Regions from separate parts of the Mus musculus genome. Here all the other regions are linked to region 3. The links are chromatin contacts, called in public promoter capture Hi-C maps. All regions are on one chromosome and are shown on one strand. The core of a region is the stretch at or near the end of the contact, and the rest is flanking DNA. Distances in the headings are between cores, read along the strand shown. Region 1 holds the start of Keap1 (kelch-like ECH-associated protein 1). Region 2 holds the start of Angptl8 (angiopoietin-like 8). Region 3 holds the start of Tmed1 (transmembrane p24 trafficking protein 1). Region 4 holds the start of Kank2 (KN motif and ankyrin repeat domains 2). Region 5 has its middle 19 kb from the start of Keap1.

Region 1 (3,005 bases), core at 220-2,719, 270 kb before region 3:
GCTTCCAACTCACTATGCAACCAAAGCTGGCTCCTCCCGAGTGCTGGGATTACAGTATGTGCCACCATGTCCAGCCAGGCTTCTTTTTTTGCAAGACTAAGCAATGATATCTAAGTGCAGATTTTGCCAAGCCAAGTAAACTGGACACAGCCGGCTCCATTCAAACTAACTTCTCAACTCGCGGGCCTTCAGGGCATATCATGTTCCTTTTCCTGCTCAGAATCACCCAACACCTTTCACCGAGCCCAAGAATGGAAACCCCAAATCGTCAATGGCCTGTAAAACTCCACACCCGCTTTCCAACCTCTTCACTGTTCCAGCCATCCTTCCCTCCCCTTGCCTTCGTCCAACATGTCAGATTCCTTTCAACACCACACCAACATTTACAGAGCCTGCCATTTATGTATTTGGGACTGCTCTGAGCTCCAGAGACACAGCGAGAAGACAGAAAAGGCCTAAAAATAAAGCAAGGTCTGTATAGGAAACACTAAGCGAACACCAAGCTCCTGGGGCAAGAGAGTGTGCAGCATCTGGAACACCCACGGGGAGGGATTCAGGAGACCCTTGGAGACCTGGGGCCAGGGGAGGAATTATGCTTTCAAAGAAGATGTGGGGAGACAAGAGAGGGTCTGCGTCTGGCTCCCCAGGTTCTGGGCTCAGCCTGGAGTCGCGACTCCGCGTGTTTTGTCTATTAGATCACCGTGGGGAGGGGGGGGATGAAATGCTCCAGGGGCCCCAGCTAGTGAGCGACTGTCACGCGTGACCACACTGCCGGAGCTCGGGCCTGGCATTGCGCAGGGGGCTGTGCAGCGGCCGCCCGGTACCCGGCGCCTGCTCCAGCGGCCTCCCCACCGCTCGGAGGCGCAGCCCTGACGCCGGGAGAGCCCGCAGGGCCTGGTCCCGGGCCGCGGCCTGGAGCGGCTCACTCACCCCGCCATGGCCGCGCTCTGCCTCCGCCTCCGCCGCGCGGGTCACGGTGACTAAGCACAGCGCGCCACCCTGTCACAATAAGAGTCCCGGGGCGCCGGCCGCGGGCGACCCCTACCTCTACTCGCCGCGGCCACCACCCTACGAGGGCTCACGGGCTCGGCGGCGGGGTGCGCGCTTGGAGAAGGGCACGCGCTTCCCCCCACCGCGTGCACGGCCCCACGCGCGACCGCGGGCAGCTCCCGGAGCTGGCTCCCCACCGCATCCTCCGCGGGCGCTCGCTCACCTCCGTCCCACCCCCCCGGGTGTCTCTGTAGGTGCCACGCGTCCAATCCGCGCCGCCGGGCCGCCACGCGCCGCGCTTCCGGGAAGAGAGGAGGGGGACCGGAGTGGGGGTGGAGGGCTCGGATCGGGGCAGCGGTGCTGCGGGGTCCCGGGCGGCACGCGTGGGAGGAGCGGGAGGGCGGAAACGGGCGGCGGGTACGCAGAGGCAGTTCCAGCCCTTCCTGCAGGTGCCGGGCGGAGGGAGCAGGGCGTGGGTCTGGGCGGCCCTAGGAGGCTGCCTCCGGGTTAGGCTGTCCGGTACGCCTCCAGCTGAACCTGCACCGGCGGACCCTCCCACAGCCTGCACGGTCCAACTAGACCCATCTACCTGGTTGCGATATTTATCTTCTTGTAAAATAACTTTTTAATGTTTTTATTTCAATTTGTATTTTACTTTGTGCGTGTGGGTGTTTTGCCTGTATATGTATGTCTGTGCAACGTGGGCTGTGCAGTGTCCCCTAAAGTTACAGGTGGTTGTTAGCTACCATGCAAATGGGGGAATTGAACCCTGGACCACTGCAGGAGCAGCAAGTACTCTTAACTGCTGAGCCATCACTCCAGCCTTATAACTTCTTTTTGAGACAGGCCTCATTACATAGCCCTGGCTGGCCTTGAACACACAGAAACCTTCCTGCCTCTGCCTCTGCCTCCTTCGTGTGCTGTGGTTAAAGGCTGGGATATCACTCTGGGCTTTGTGTACATTAATTTGTGTGTGTGCTTGTGTTGAGGTCGGGGACGGCTGGCAGAAACTGATTCTCTTCCCCTATGTGGAGCCTGCAAAGTGCAGCTCGAGTGCTCCAGAGACACACTCTCCTCTCTGTGTGTTCATGTTTTCATGAGGAGAGGTATGGCATTCATCTGAGGGTGTTGGAGTGTTGGAATGCCCAGAGCTGCCTCTTTGTATTTCTCGTAACATCTTTATATATTTTTAATGGTAAGAGATACTTATTTGCTGCATATGGCATTTATGAGAGAAAGTTATTTTCTTGAACTATCAAGATGGCTCAGTGGGTAAAGGAGCGTCTGGCCAATTCTGGCCACCTAAGTTCCACCTCTGGTACTCACATAGTAGTAGAAAGCTTCCTCCTTCAGGTTGTTGTCCGATAACCTCCACATACACACATAAATTAACTTTGAAACATAAAGTTAAGCCAGGCGTGGTGGCGCACGCCTTTAATCCCAGCACTTGGGAGGCAGAGGCCAGCCTGGTCTACCCAGTGAGTTCCAGGACAGCCAGGCTACACAGAGAAACCCTGTCTCGGAAAACCAGGAAAGGTGGTTTAGAACACGTGTTGCTTTTGCAGAGGACCTGGAGTCCACTGCCACGATGCCTCACAGCCATCCATAGCTCCAGTTCAAGGGGACCCCATGCTGTCTTCTGACCTCTGTGGGCACCATGCAGGTAGGTGGTGCGCAGACATACAGGCAAGCAAAGTACTCGTGTACATAAAAGGAAATAAATCTAAAAATAAGAATATTGAGGGGACACATCTGTAATCCCAGCCACCAGGGCACTGAAGCAGGAGGATTACCTCCAGTTCACAGTAAGCCTGCTCGACCTAGCAAGACCTTATATCAGAAAACAAATGAATAAATATCAAAGAAAAGGATAGTTTCAAAAGAAATTTACCACGGGAGTCTGAAGCAGAGGGTTGAATGTTTGAGAACAGCCCAGACTACACAGTGAGACTCTGTCTGGGGTCAGGGAGGCAAGGAAAGCCAGGCATGGTGTCGTATACCCTTAATTTTAGAAG
Region 2 (2,801 bases), core at 275-2,774, 330 kb after region 3:
CATCTTGCTCAGGGCAGATCTGAGTTTGCTATTTAGCCTAGAAGGACTTTAAGGTCTTAACTTCCTGTCTCCACCTCCAGAGTGCTGGGGTGACAGGCATATCAGGTACTGGGGGTGGAACCCAGGGCTTTGTGCACACTAGGCAAGTACTCTACCACCTGAGCCCTGGCTCCAGCCCCCGAGGGCCAGAGGTCTGGAGAAGTGGCTCAGCAGTTAAGGGTACGCACTGCTCTTTGAGAGGATCCAAGTTCAGTTCACAGCACCCACTTCAGTCAGCTCCAGGGGGACCTGATGCCTCTGGCCTCTTTGGACATCTCTGTTCAACCCTGCCCCCCAACAATAAATAAATAATTAAAAACATAAGGTGGTCCCACCAGTAGCCAGGTGGCAGACTGGCCTCCCGCAGCCCACACTACCACCTTATTGGCTCCCTGGAGTTATCTATAGGGTCTGTCTTTCAGATACAAAGAGAACCGGAACCTGGTCTTGCCTCTTCTCCCCAGCTGTAAGTGCACAAGCCCCAACCCTGTAGGCCCCCTTAAGCTGTGTGATGGAGGCATCTGGCCTGCTAGCTCAGCCTCTGAAGCTCTGTACCAACAACCAGTAACAGCGAGTCTCCACACAGAACAGTGAGTGGGTCTCTGTGACAGAGTCCTGTGACTCTCGGTGTCAAGCTCATCGCGAATGACTAACTTCACGGCCATTTTCTGTGGTGCTAGCGATGGAATGCTGAGTGCCCCGAAAGCCTTCTACCTCTGAGCATCACCTCAGCTCTTGTTTTCTTGCCATAAGAGAGGATCTAGTTCTGTAGCCCAGGCTGGCCTTGAACTCATGTTCCTCCTACCGCAACCTCAGAGTGTAACGTTCTATTTGCAAGGGAAGCAAGGCTGTTCCTTTGAGTGCGCAAAGTGGATGTTCAACAAATGCTTAGTACTACTTGTGGGACGCCTAGGTAGAGAAAATGGGTTGCAGTACTTGCCCTGTGTGTTCTAGGAAGTTAAATCGAAGTTAGCACAGATCATAAACCATGCGGGGAGTCAGGCTCCATGATCTCAGAAGGAGGATGTCTGTCATGTCACTTTTTCGCCCCTCCTCCACAGCTATTGGCCACACCCAGTGACCCCTGCATTAGCTGTCTGCAGGAAGGAGACAAGGCTGGAGCCCCTGGATGGCCCTTTGGGTGGCCCAGCAATACTGGGCCTGCTGTGTTGGATGTGAAGGGAGCCACGTTCTACACTTAGATGGGAAACTGAGGCTCAAGGCAGTGATATGCTCATACAGACACTGGCGCTGAGAGCTCTGGTCTGAGCTTGCCCACTACCTCCAACCCCCACACACAGCTGGCCCTGAGTTCTAGCAGCGTGATATCAGCATGGCCTGCTTAGCCATCAGTCTGATGCAATGGCTGAGCCTCCGCCAGGCCCTTGTGCAACCATGGCCGGTTAACCATTGACCAGGGGGGTCAATGGCAGCCTATGGAAATAAAAGGCAGCCGCAGCGGCCCGGGAACCACACCCACGAAACTGTCAGCCATGGCTGTGCTTGCTCTCTGCCTCCTGTGGACCTTAGCATCAGCAGTGCGACCCGCTCCAGTGGCCCCTCTGGGTGGTCCAGAGCCAGCTCAATATGAAGAGCTGACCCTGCTCTTTCACGGGGCCCTGCAGCTAGGCCAGGCCCTCAATGGCGTGTACAGAGCCACAGAGGCTCGCCTGACAGAAGCTGGGCACAGCCTGGGCCTCTATGACAGAGCACTGGAATTCCTGGGGACAGAAGTCAGGCAGGGCCAGGATGCCACACAGGAGCTTCGCACCAGCCTGTCGGAGATTCAGGTGAGCACTGGAGCTGGGTGTTGGTGGCAGGTAAGAGTCTGAGGAAATGGTAAACCCAGAACAGAGGAAACATACCCTGATGACACACCATCCTTGAGCAGGTGGAAGAGGACGCTTTACACCTTCGAGCTGAAGCCACAGCCCGATCACTGGGGGAAGTGGCCCGGGCCCAGCAGGCTCTGCGGGACACTGTACGGAGACTACAAGTGCAGCTGAGAGGCGCCTGGCTCGGTCAAGCCCACCAAGAATTTGAGACCTTAAAGGTAAGGGACTCCCAGGTCTGAGAGGGGTATAGCCTGCTTCTCAGAAAGAGGCCACCACTGAATCCTGGGCTAGAGGACCCTCCAGTTGTATATGGGGTTCCAGCCTCAGTGACCTTCTGGAAGTGACCTTTGCAAGTAAGGGCAAGAAGCAGGCACAGCTGTGGTTCTAGAACTCCAGAGGCAGGGGCAGGAGAAATAGAAGGTTAAAGGCAGCCTTGGCTACAAAGTTAGGCCAGCTGACTACATGGTGATACCTTGTCTCAAAGAGAACAAGAGAAAGAACAATCCTAGCACTGGGAATAAAGGCAGGTGTGTGTGTGTGTGTGTGTGTGTGTGTGTGTGGGTGTGTGTGGGTGTGTGTGTGTGTGGAGTCCAAGGTGATTTCTGGCTAGGTAGACATCCGGGTTAAGCTTGGGGTACATGAAGCCCTGTCTCAAAATATGTAAATGAATGAATGAGTAAGGGACCAACAAGGTAGTTAGTTCAGCAGGTAAAGGCTGCCAAGCCCATGACCTGAGATGGATTCCCAGGACCCACGCAGTCCTGGTGCTATGTATCAAGAAACCAATCAATATTGTTTGATGTGCATCTACAAACTATACAGAGCAAGTCCCATTTTAGATATACTTTACAAACAGGGAAACTGAGGCCAGAGGGTCTTGGACATTTGCTGGGCCCCATGGATGGTAACAGAGAAACTTGCAGTGGT
Region 3 (3,010 bases), core at 432-2,931:
GACTTTTCTTTTTAAGAGGGATTGGGGCACACGTGCATGGCAGACGACCCCAGGTAGCCAGGCTTGGTGCAGTTGCCTTTGCCTATCAAGCCACTTCACCAAACTCTGCTAGTCTGTGCAAGCCAAGGATGACCTTGAACTTGTGATCCTCAGGACCAAGAGAACCATACCCAGTGTGTGCAGTGCTGGGTGTGGGGGCTCAGCTGTGGGAGCGTCCTAGGTAAGTGCTCTGCCAACTCAATTATTCCCGGCCCTTTCTGTTGGTTTTGTGAGACGGGAGCTTGCTATGTAAATAAGGTTGGTCTTGAACTCACTGGCATCCTGCCTCAGCCTCCTCAGAACTGGGATTCTAAGCATGCACCATCATACCCAGCTCACCTTGATGTCTTCCATTTTGACATCAAGCATCTCTTCTGGCTCCACAGCCTCCGCCCAACCTTCTACCTCCTCCTCATCTTGGAAGCTGTCAAAGATGAGCTCAAAGAACACAAGCTTTTCTGAGATGGTGCTGAAGGAGTTGTCAAAGCACAGCCTGTAGTCTCCGGCCTCAGTAGGCTCCACCCTGGGCAGACAGATGAGACATAGACGTGACCCTGGAGTGACCAGCCAGCTGGTCTGTGGAACCAGTAGGATGGTAACCTGAGGCCACTGGGGAGCTGCAGGGCTGTAACTGAACCAAGGCAGGGCAGGACTTCACTCACGTGTGTACCCCATCAGCCTTTCGAGACTCACTGACCAACAGCACACCCTGAGGGCTCTCCAAGGTGAAGTCCACGTCCAGCCCAGCACCTCCGATCACCTGAAGAGCAGGTAAGAATTGGGGAACTGGCAGCTTTGTGCAAGCCTATCTGCCACAGAAAGCCTGGGTTAAACCGAACCGGGAAAGACCCATGTAAGATCACCAAGAACCTATCTTTAAGAAGAAAAAAGAACAACCACAAATCCCAGGTATTTGCTTGAGATAGAGGAGTAGCGCCTGTGGAGGGAGATTAGTCAGAGCTGCACTTCTACCATAGAGTTAGGAAACTCGGGTCGTCGTAGTTTAGCAGCAAGCGGTTTTTGTTTTGTTTTGTTTTGTTTTAACCCAGCAAGCTATTTGGATTCCCCCAAGGGCCTATCTGAAGACCAACATCCATCCACACCTACAAGGTTTCTTCCCAGTCCCTAAGATGGATACATCCACGTGAGGTCTTTTATCAACCACCCTGCCAACGCCCTTGAGTAGTCTAAGGTGGCTGTCTACCTGACCGCTAACTTAATCGTAACCTACCCAACAGCCGCCAGGAACTTCCCTAGAACCCAACCCAAAGAGCTCTGAGCAGAGCATGCCCCTTCTCTGCAAGACTATTAGCGTTCTGGCCACACCTCTGCCCCGCCCCTCCCGCCTGTTGGCCACGCCCCCAGCCCTGCTCTATTCCGAGCCCGGGACCCCCTCTCTCACCTGGTACTCGGTCTCAAGACTAGCATTGGCCGGTGCGGACTGATAGAAACACTGCTTTCTCCCGGCGGGAAGCAGAAATGTGAACTCGCCGTCCTGGATAGGCGGCGGCCCTGCCTCTCCCACTCCTACTGCTGGCAGGAGTAGCCACAGGGCCAGTGCTACGGCCGCGCCGGCCGCCATCATCCGGGTCACCCTCTACTCACGGGGCGTGGACCCTTTAAGGATTTGTCCTGCCCACCTCTTATTTCGGCAAAGCTCATTGGCTTCGGCTTCTGTTCGACCCCAAAGCCGCGGAATGCTGACTGAAGGGCCCCAGGATGGGGAGCTGCCCTGGTAATTGCCTAATCTGCTAGAAAGCATACTAACGCTACTGCGAACTTCGTGAAACCTACCCAAGTCTGATATCAACCACTGCATTTGGTGGGGGCACTGACAAATCTAAAAATGGTGAAGCACTTCTTTACAGGCAACAATTAAGATGACTAAACGGGGAGGTTTGCAGGTCCTCCCTTGGCACCGCCCGCTCTCTGCCTTCCCCAATTCAAGGTGCTTTTGCCCATTGGTCAATCAAGTGTAGGCGTAGCCCTCCGAGGACGGCGGCTTTGTTGGATTCTGATCTCAACTTGTGTGACGGGTGCGACAGGCAGATATGCCAGGTGCTAGTATTCCAATATTGGAGTTCTGGCGATGTTAGTTCAGTGAGCATGGCCTCCCCCGACTGCTTTTCCTTTACACCTTATACCATCCCTAAGGGGGTGGTGGAATGTTTGTTGGTGAGTAGAATACTGCCTCAGCCTGCGTACAATACATCTCAAACCTTTGGGTCAGCAGGTCCACGTGCATCTGTGCTGACACATGCAGTATTCCAGTACTTGAAAGGCTGAGTCGGGAGGTGGAAGGAGTTCGAGGCCATCCTCTCGAACTGGTATGGAACTACATAGTTCCAGACCAGCAAAAAAATCAAGGAATCTATTTTGGGCTTTGAATGGCTCAGAGAACACAGGCGCTTGCTGCTAAACCTAATGACCTTAGTTTAATCCCCATGTGCTACGATAGTGGAAGGTCAGAATTGACTCCTGCAATTGTCCTCTGACCTACACACACACACACACACACACAACACTGTGTGCTTAGCTCTTGTTCACTTGACAAAATAATCTGGCAAGTTGAGTGTCACTTGAGGAATTGCCTGTTGGGCATTTTCAACGTTGCTGGAAGACCCAGCCCACTGTAGATGGTACCTTTCCTAGACAGGTGGGGATGAGCTATATAAGAAAAGTAGCTTGAGCCGGGCGTGGTGGCGCACGCCTTTAATCCCAGCACGCAGGAGGCAGAGACGGGTGGATTTCTGAGTTCGAGGCCAGCCTGGTCTACAGAGTGAGTGCCAGGACATAGGACAGCCAGGGATACACAGAGAAACCCTGTCTCGGGGAAAAAAAAAAAAAAAGAAAGAGAAACCTCAAAAGAATAAAGGTAATTTACAGCAACCAACATCAGCCTAAACAGAACTCAGAACATTTCCACAATCAGGAATAAAACAAGGTGTCCACTCCCCATATCTGCTTAATA
Region 4 (2,960 bases), core at 154-2,653, 290 kb after region 3:
TCTGCCCTCACTTTGCTGGCATGAACACCTGAAATGCAGTTACCAGTTGTAGATAAAATTGGCTCTGCATCTGCCTGGAGCCTCAGAACCTCCAAGGACAGGAAGTTAGTCCAAAATATTTTCTGAGGACTTAAGAGAGACACAGAAGTAGGGAGCAGAATTGGGGTAGCCTGGGCTAGGGGCACTGAGGTGGAATGAATAATGAATAATTACCACACCGTTTTGTTTGGTTATTTAAGGCAGTTTCCTGTAGCCCAGGCTGGCCTCAAACTCACTATGTGGCTGGGGATGACCCTGAAATCCTGATCCTCCAGCCTGCACCTCATAAGTGCTGGCGTGGCTGGCTACACCACACCACACCATACATTCTGGGGTGGAACCCCCGGTTTCATACATGCTAGGCCCACGTTCTCCATCCCCAGCCATGCTTATGTTTTTGGAAAAAGATCTTGCAAGCTGAGTGTAGCCTCACATGCCTTTAATCCCAGCACTTGGGAGGCGGAGGCAGGCAGATCTCTGACTTGAACCTAAAACGGGGCAGATTCGCCCAAAGCACCCCTAGACCCTATACATCTTACTCTCCAGATGGAGCGATGGAGGTCTACGGGTCTCGTTATCTAACCTCAGGCTGGTAACTCCGTGGCGGGAGTCGGAGGAGGCCCCTCTCTCCACAAGATCCCGGGATGAGAGAGGCGGAAGGAGGCTGGAAGAATCAACAGGTGGGAGTTTCCAGGAAAGGGCCACAGGGTCTCCCCAGAGTGCACCCCCCCCCACCACCAGCCTGGGTGAATCTGGGATCTGGGGGTTTTCCTGCCGCGCTCCCTCCGCCCCTAAAGTTGGGGGTGAGGAGGACCCCGCCCCGGGCGGGGAGGGGGCGGGGCCTGCGGGGTCCCAGTCTAATGGCAAACATCTGCTGATCCCCACACCCGCCCAGCAGCCAGGCCCAGCCCGGCCGGACGCCCGGATGCCTTCCCGCCGCTGAGGGGCCTGGTCCGGCCACCCGGAGCTGCGAGAGCGGGGACCTGGGAAGGTTAGGGGACAGAGCTAGACGAGAGTGGCGGAGCAGAGGAAGAGAGGCAGGGAATGATAAAGGCATAGAGGTGGGCTAGGGGCAAGGGAAGCAGGGCCCAGGTCAGGGCTGGGGAGGGGAGAGGAGCGCGGGGACCCAGACGCTCCGGTTTGCAAAGTTTGGGCGCAGATGTTAAGACTTGAGAGGGACCAGCTAAGAGAGAGTGTGCGAGCTTGTAGCCTCGGGTTGGAGGTGGGTTAGAAATCCTGATAGTGCCCCTAGAGTAGCCCGGACCCCACGCCACCCCGATCAGCCCTCCGTCCCACTCGCCTGGCACGCTCGAGCCTCCGCCGTCCCAGGCGTCCTGCCCGCTCCGCCTCAGTCGCCGCAAGCTTGCGGAGCCAGCGCGGTAGCCACGCCCCCACCAGAAAGCCACGCCCCTCCAGTCTCCCGGGCGCCTCGGCCGCGGGGCCTGGGGGCGAAGTTGAAGGGTGGTCGTGGGGGTGCACGCGCTCTCGCTGCGGCCTGAGCACGTCCTAGGGTCTCAGTCGGCTCCTGGCCACCAGCCCTCCGGACAGGGTCCCCGCTTCTCCAAGCCTGGTGCCCGCCCTTCGCAGCTGGACGCTGCAGGGGGCGGAGCTGGCCGCAGCCCAGCTCGAGGGCGGGTGCGGTAGCGGCGACTGGAGGTCACCCCTCCCCCGTTGGCCGCCAGCAGCTGGAAGTCTTCCAGCTGCAGGCCGGGTGCACCATGGCGTGACCGCCGACCCAAACTCTAAGATTGCAGCACCCACACCCCAATCTCCTGAAATTGAAGTTGTGCCTCAGTTTCCCCATCAGCAAAATGGGGTCAATCACATGACCCATCTGTTAAGTGTGTTCAGAAAATTCCCTTCATACTACTCTTGGGCTGACACAAATCACAGGGCGTGGTTTATTGATTTTGTGAGGTTGGGGATGGACCCCAGGACTCTGAATGCTAATCACTCTGCCTCTAAACTACACCCTAGTCCAGAGATGAACTTCTGTTTGCACTGGACTTTCTGAAGCCACTCTCACAGCGGGACTGCACACCTGTAGTCCCAGCACATGAAAGATGTGGAGCCAGGGCGATCAAGTACTAGAGAGGTCACCTTCTACTCCAGTAATTCTGAGCCAGGAGAGACTGTCTCAAAATAAACAAACTAAAGACAAAACAACAGGAAAGAAAGAAAGGAAGAAAGAAAGAAAGAGAGAGGAAGGGAAGGGGAGGAAAGAGGAAAAATATAGCTTCCTGGAAGCCTCTGCTTAGCACACGTGACAGGTGGATGTCTCAGTGGGTAAACTGCCTGCCGGTGTGAACTAGGATCTGAGTTCGAACTCCAGCATCTACATAAGAGTTGGGCCCACAAGTTTACCTGTAAGCCGAATTCTGGGGGCTGGGCAGATCTCTATGGCTGGGGCTTACCAGCCAGTGAACCTAGCTGCATCTATGAACTCCAGGTTCAATGAGACCTGTCTCAAAAAATAAGTGGATGACCAAGGGGAGGCTCGTCAGATGTCAAGACGAAGGTGCCTGCTGCAAGCCTGAAAGCTCAATGCCTGCGATCTATACAGTGGAAGGGGAGAACTGAGTTCTGCAAACTGTCCTCTGACTCCACATGTGTGTCATGGCACCCATGCACCCACAAACATACAGACAGACAGAAAGAGAGAAAGAGGAGAAAAAAATACAATTAAAAATGATAAACCATTTAATCCCAGCACTTAGTAGAAAAGGCTGAGGCTGAGGTGGATGGGTCTTTGTGAGTTCAAGGCCAGGCTGGGAAGCAAAGTAAACACAAAACAAAAAGTGGAGAGACTGAGGAATACTCGTACATCACACGCTTGCACACGCAAACCCTCACCACAGGTGGACACACGTGACCTCGCACACAGGAAACACTCTTTCCCATGGCCATGTTACAATGTGAGT
Region 5 (2,983 bases), core at 447-2,946, 290 kb before region 3:
TGTTTTCGAGACAGGATTTCTCGAACTCTGAAATCTGCCTGCCTCTGCCTCGCTAGTGCTGGGATTAAAGACGTGCACCACCACACCAAAAATAAATCCTAATGTTCTTCCTACAAAGAATGAATATTTGAGGTGACAAATATAATTATTTATTTATTTATTTATTTTTAAATAAAGATTTATTTATAGGGCTGGAGAGATGGCTCAGTGGTTAAGAGCACTGACTGCTCTTCCAGAGGTCCTGAGTTCAATTCCCAGCAACCACATGGTGGCTCACAACCATCTGTCATGGGATCTGATGCCTTCTTCTGGTGTGTCTGAAGACAGAGACAGTGTACTCATATACATTAAACCTTATAAAATGCCTACTGAGATTTTAATTTGGGGTTGATTTTATTTTTAAAACATTTATGCCGGGCGTGGTGGTGCATGCCTTTAATCCCAGCACTTGGGAGGCAGAGGCAGGTGGATTTCTGAGTTCGAGGCCAGCCTGGTCTACAGAGTGAGTTCCAGGACAGCCAGGGCTATACAGAGAAACCCTGTCTCGAAAAAAACAACAATAAAAAATTTTTATTTCTATTTTTATGTGTGTGTGTGTGTGTGTGTGTGTGTGTGTGTGTGTGTGTGTGTGTAATGGGTATCTGTAAGTGCAGTGCCCAAGAAGGCCAGAAGGGGCGCTCAGATTCTCTGGAACTAGAGTTGCAGATGATTTAAAGTCACCACGTGGTTGCTGAATCCTCTGGAAGAGCAGCCAGGGCTCAGAACAGCATCACCATCTCTCTGACAGACTAACAAGAGAGACAGACAGATACCCAGTAAGTCAGATGGAGTTTCCTGTGGGGGTTGATTAAGCAAGATCTCTCCCAGGTGTGGCAGCACACACCTTTAGTCCCAACACTAGGAAGACAGAGGCAGGTAGATTGTAAGTTCAAAGCCAGCCTTATCTATGTAGAAAGACCCTGTATCAAAAAGGCTTAAATAATAGAGTCACACGTAGCTCCGGCCATTCGGGAGCTTATATGTACGACGATACCCTTGAACTCATCATGAGTCTCCTGTTAAACTTCCTAAAGGCTTATTCCACCACACAGGCTTATCCAAAGCTTAAATCTAAACTAGTTAATGTATCTACTCAGTTTCCCTTGCTGACAAATACAATAGCACTATTCCTGTGCAGACTACACGCTGGACATAGTGTGTTTTACTACATTACTACCAACAATCTGTATTACCAGTCAAATAGGTATTTGTCCCAAGTCAGGTAAGGAGCCAGAACTGGGAGCACAAGCCCTCTCGCGCCCCCTTCTGGGCTCCTGCGGAACTACATGTACATCAGGAAGCGGCGCAGGTGCAGACCATCCGAGAGGCGGAGCTAGGGCGGGAGGCTATTCCAAGCTATTATTGGCTAAGGTCGCTGTCAGTTCTGAAGAAAATAGCCAATGAGGGTTGCGGCCGCTCGACTTCTGATCTGCAGGCTGGGTTCTACTGCCTGTAGTCCTCCTAATGACCTTGCTTTCAATTTGATTTGAACAGGATCCTAAGGTCCTTTTTCTTAGAGTATCCTGGCCCTCGCGTCAATCCTACCTTAGGGTAGTACCTAGTTTATCCTTTTATTTTTGAGACAGAGTTTCATGTAGCACAGGCTGGCCATGAACTCTTATGTCACTGAGCTTGGCCTTTCACTCCTAATTGGCTCCTCCCGCTTCCACCTCCTAACTGTCGGGATGACAGACACACACCACCACCCAACCCTGTGATATTTATCCTGAATGATCTCAGGTCGCTTTCCACTTCCTTAAAGGAAGCCTAATCAGTCACGGCCGCTGGACCCTAACTGTAGAACAACAACTGTTGTTTCTGCTCAAAGCCCTGGGCTCTGTCCGGAGCACTGCGATCTGCCCCACCCCAGCACTCTGGAGGGAAGGCAGATAACTAGGGTTTCAAGCTCACCCTCTTCTTGCAGAATAGTGATTTAGAGGCCAGGAGCTCACAGGAAGGAGGGCAAATTAGCTGATAAGGGAACTTAGCATGTCCCATGTGACATACCTCATGTGACACTGCTTACAGAATTGGGCTGATATTTCTTCTAAAATAGCCACAGAGAGAATCCAATGCACTCAGCATGCATATATATTTTTAAGTTTTTTTTTTAGGTTTGTTTTATCTATTTTTTGTGTGTGCATGAGTGTTTTGCCTGCTTCTACATCTGTGCACCACATATGTGTCTGGTGTTTAAGGAAGTGGTGAACCTCCGTATGAGCTACACATTGAACCTGGGTACTTTAGCAAGCAGAACAAGTGCTCTTAACCAGTTGAGCCAAGTCTCCAGCCCCAAGTTTTTACATTTTTATTTTACTCCTGTGGTATTTTGGCTGCATGTATATACGTGTACCACAAGACGCAGTACCAGAAGAGATCAGAAGAGGGAGATAGATGCTTAGAACTAGAGTTACAAACATCTGTGAGCCGCCCTGTGGATGCCGGCAATCAACCCCCAGTCTGTGAGAACAGCCTAAAGCTCTTAACAGTTGCACAGCCCTTGCAACCCCAGGGTATTTGGGGAGACGCCCCAGCTGTAGACAGGGACTGCCCAGATGTAAGGATGAAATTCCAGCACACGGAATAGCTGATGGCTGGTCTCCAAGGGGCCACACTCTAGCAATAATTTTCTAGAAAATCTAGCCAGTTCCATGCAACTCCATGTATTTGCTCTTGGGATGTGTGTGTGTGTGTGTGTTTTCAAGAGTTCAAAGTTAGATGTGAGTGAGGCTTCTCTTGTTTGTGGTGTTAGATGTCAGCACTAAATATCATCTCTTCATTCCCTTTCCATCCTGCACGTGTGTGTGTGTGTGTGTGTGTGTGTGTGCACGTGCGCAACTATGGGCATGATGTGCATGAGTGGGGACAACTGATTGCGGCCGAATCTCTTTTTTGCTGGGTTTGTTTGGTTGTTTGGTTGGTTTGGTTTTTTGAGACAGGGTTT

What was found. Promoter capture Hi-C pulls out the DNA fragments that hold promoters and counts their contacts.
Region 1: a contact with region 3 is called in a promoter capture Hi-C map of pre-B cells, with 3 times the contacts expected there. The contact joins the promoter of Keap1 here to the promoter of Tmed1 in region 3. A contact is called at or near these places in 9 of 39 promoter capture datasets (cranial neural crest, embryonic stem cells, frontonasal cranial neural crest and 5 more), 1 of 15 datasets of contacts at CTCF or cohesin (embryonic stem cells), 2 of 484 Hi-C or Micro-C datasets (embryonic stem cells and liver), 9 of 115 datasets of contacts at active chromatin or transcription factors (the 230-238 cell line, bone marrow-derived dendritic cells, craniofacial prominence and 3 more) and 3 of 9 other capture datasets (embryonic stem cells, liver and pancreatic islet).
Region 2: a promoter capture Hi-C map of liver shows a contact between it and region 3, with 2.2 times the contacts expected there. The contact joins the promoter of Angptl8 here to the promoter of Tmed1 in region 3. A contact is called at or near these places in 2 of 39 promoter capture datasets (both in liver), 1 of 484 Hi-C or Micro-C datasets (embryonic stem cells) and 3 of 9 other capture datasets (embryonic stem cells, liver and pancreatic islet).
Region 4: a contact with region 3 is called in a promoter capture Hi-C map of neural stem cells. The contact joins the promoter of Kank2 here to the promoter of Tmed1 in region 3. A contact is called at or near these places in 6 of 39 promoter capture datasets (cranial neural crest, liver, macrophages and 3 more) and 2 of 115 datasets of contacts at active chromatin or transcription factors (bone marrow-derived macrophages and microglia).
Region 5: a contact with region 3 is called in a promoter capture Hi-C map of embryonic stem cells, with 2.2 times the contacts expected there. The contact joins the enhancer-like site here to the promoter of Tmed1 in region 3. A contact is called at or near these places in 7 of 39 promoter capture datasets (cranial neural crest, embryonic stem cells, hematopoietic stem and progenitor cells and 3 more), 1 of 15 datasets of contacts at CTCF or cohesin (embryonic stem cells), 3 of 484 Hi-C or Micro-C datasets (B cells and liver), 4 of 115 datasets of contacts at active chromatin or transcription factors (the 230-238 cell line, craniofacial prominence and embryonic stem cells) and 4 of 9 other capture datasets (adipose tissue, embryonic stem cells, liver and 1 more).

What each region holds. Positions count from the first base shown.
Region 1 is chr9:21,237,863-21,240,867 of GRCm38.p6, forward strand. Keap1 (kelch-like ECH-associated protein 1) reads right to left here and starts at 1,470. Exons shown (of 5, transcript NM_016679.4): 1 at 1-1,470.
Region 2 is chr9:21,833,986-21,836,786 of GRCm38.p6, forward strand. Angptl8 (angiopoietin-like 8) reads left to right here and starts at 1,525. Exons shown (of 4, transcript NM_001080940.1): 1 at 1,525-1,829; 2 at 1,931-2,092. The coding sequence starts at 1,533. All of the region lies in intron 14 of Dock6 (dedicator of cytokinesis 6), which reads right to left.
Region 3 is chr9:21,508,553-21,511,562 of GRCm38.p6, forward strand. It overlaps Tmed1 (transmembrane p24 trafficking protein 1), which reads right to left and starts at 1,682. Exons shown (of 4, transcript NM_010744.4): 1 at 1,442-1,682; 2 at 702-799; 3 at 379-562. The coding sequence starts at 1,624.
Region 4 is chr9:21,797,143-21,800,102 of GRCm38.p6, forward strand. Kank2 (KN motif and ankyrin repeat domains 2) reads right to left here and starts at 1,404. Exons shown (of 12, transcript NM_145611.4): 1 at 1,340-1,404.
Region 5 is chr9:21,219,300-21,222,282 of GRCm38.p6, forward strand. No RefSeq gene overlaps it. Among named protein-coding and RNA genes, the nearest start is that of Keap1, 19 kb to the right of the region's middle. Within about 2 kb of position 1,697, at least 271 of the 459 cell types and tissues checked have an H3K27ac peak or open chromatin away from gene starts, as enhancers often do. A contact at or near this core is called in the 230-238 cell line, B cells, adipose tissue and 5 more, where this site is marked.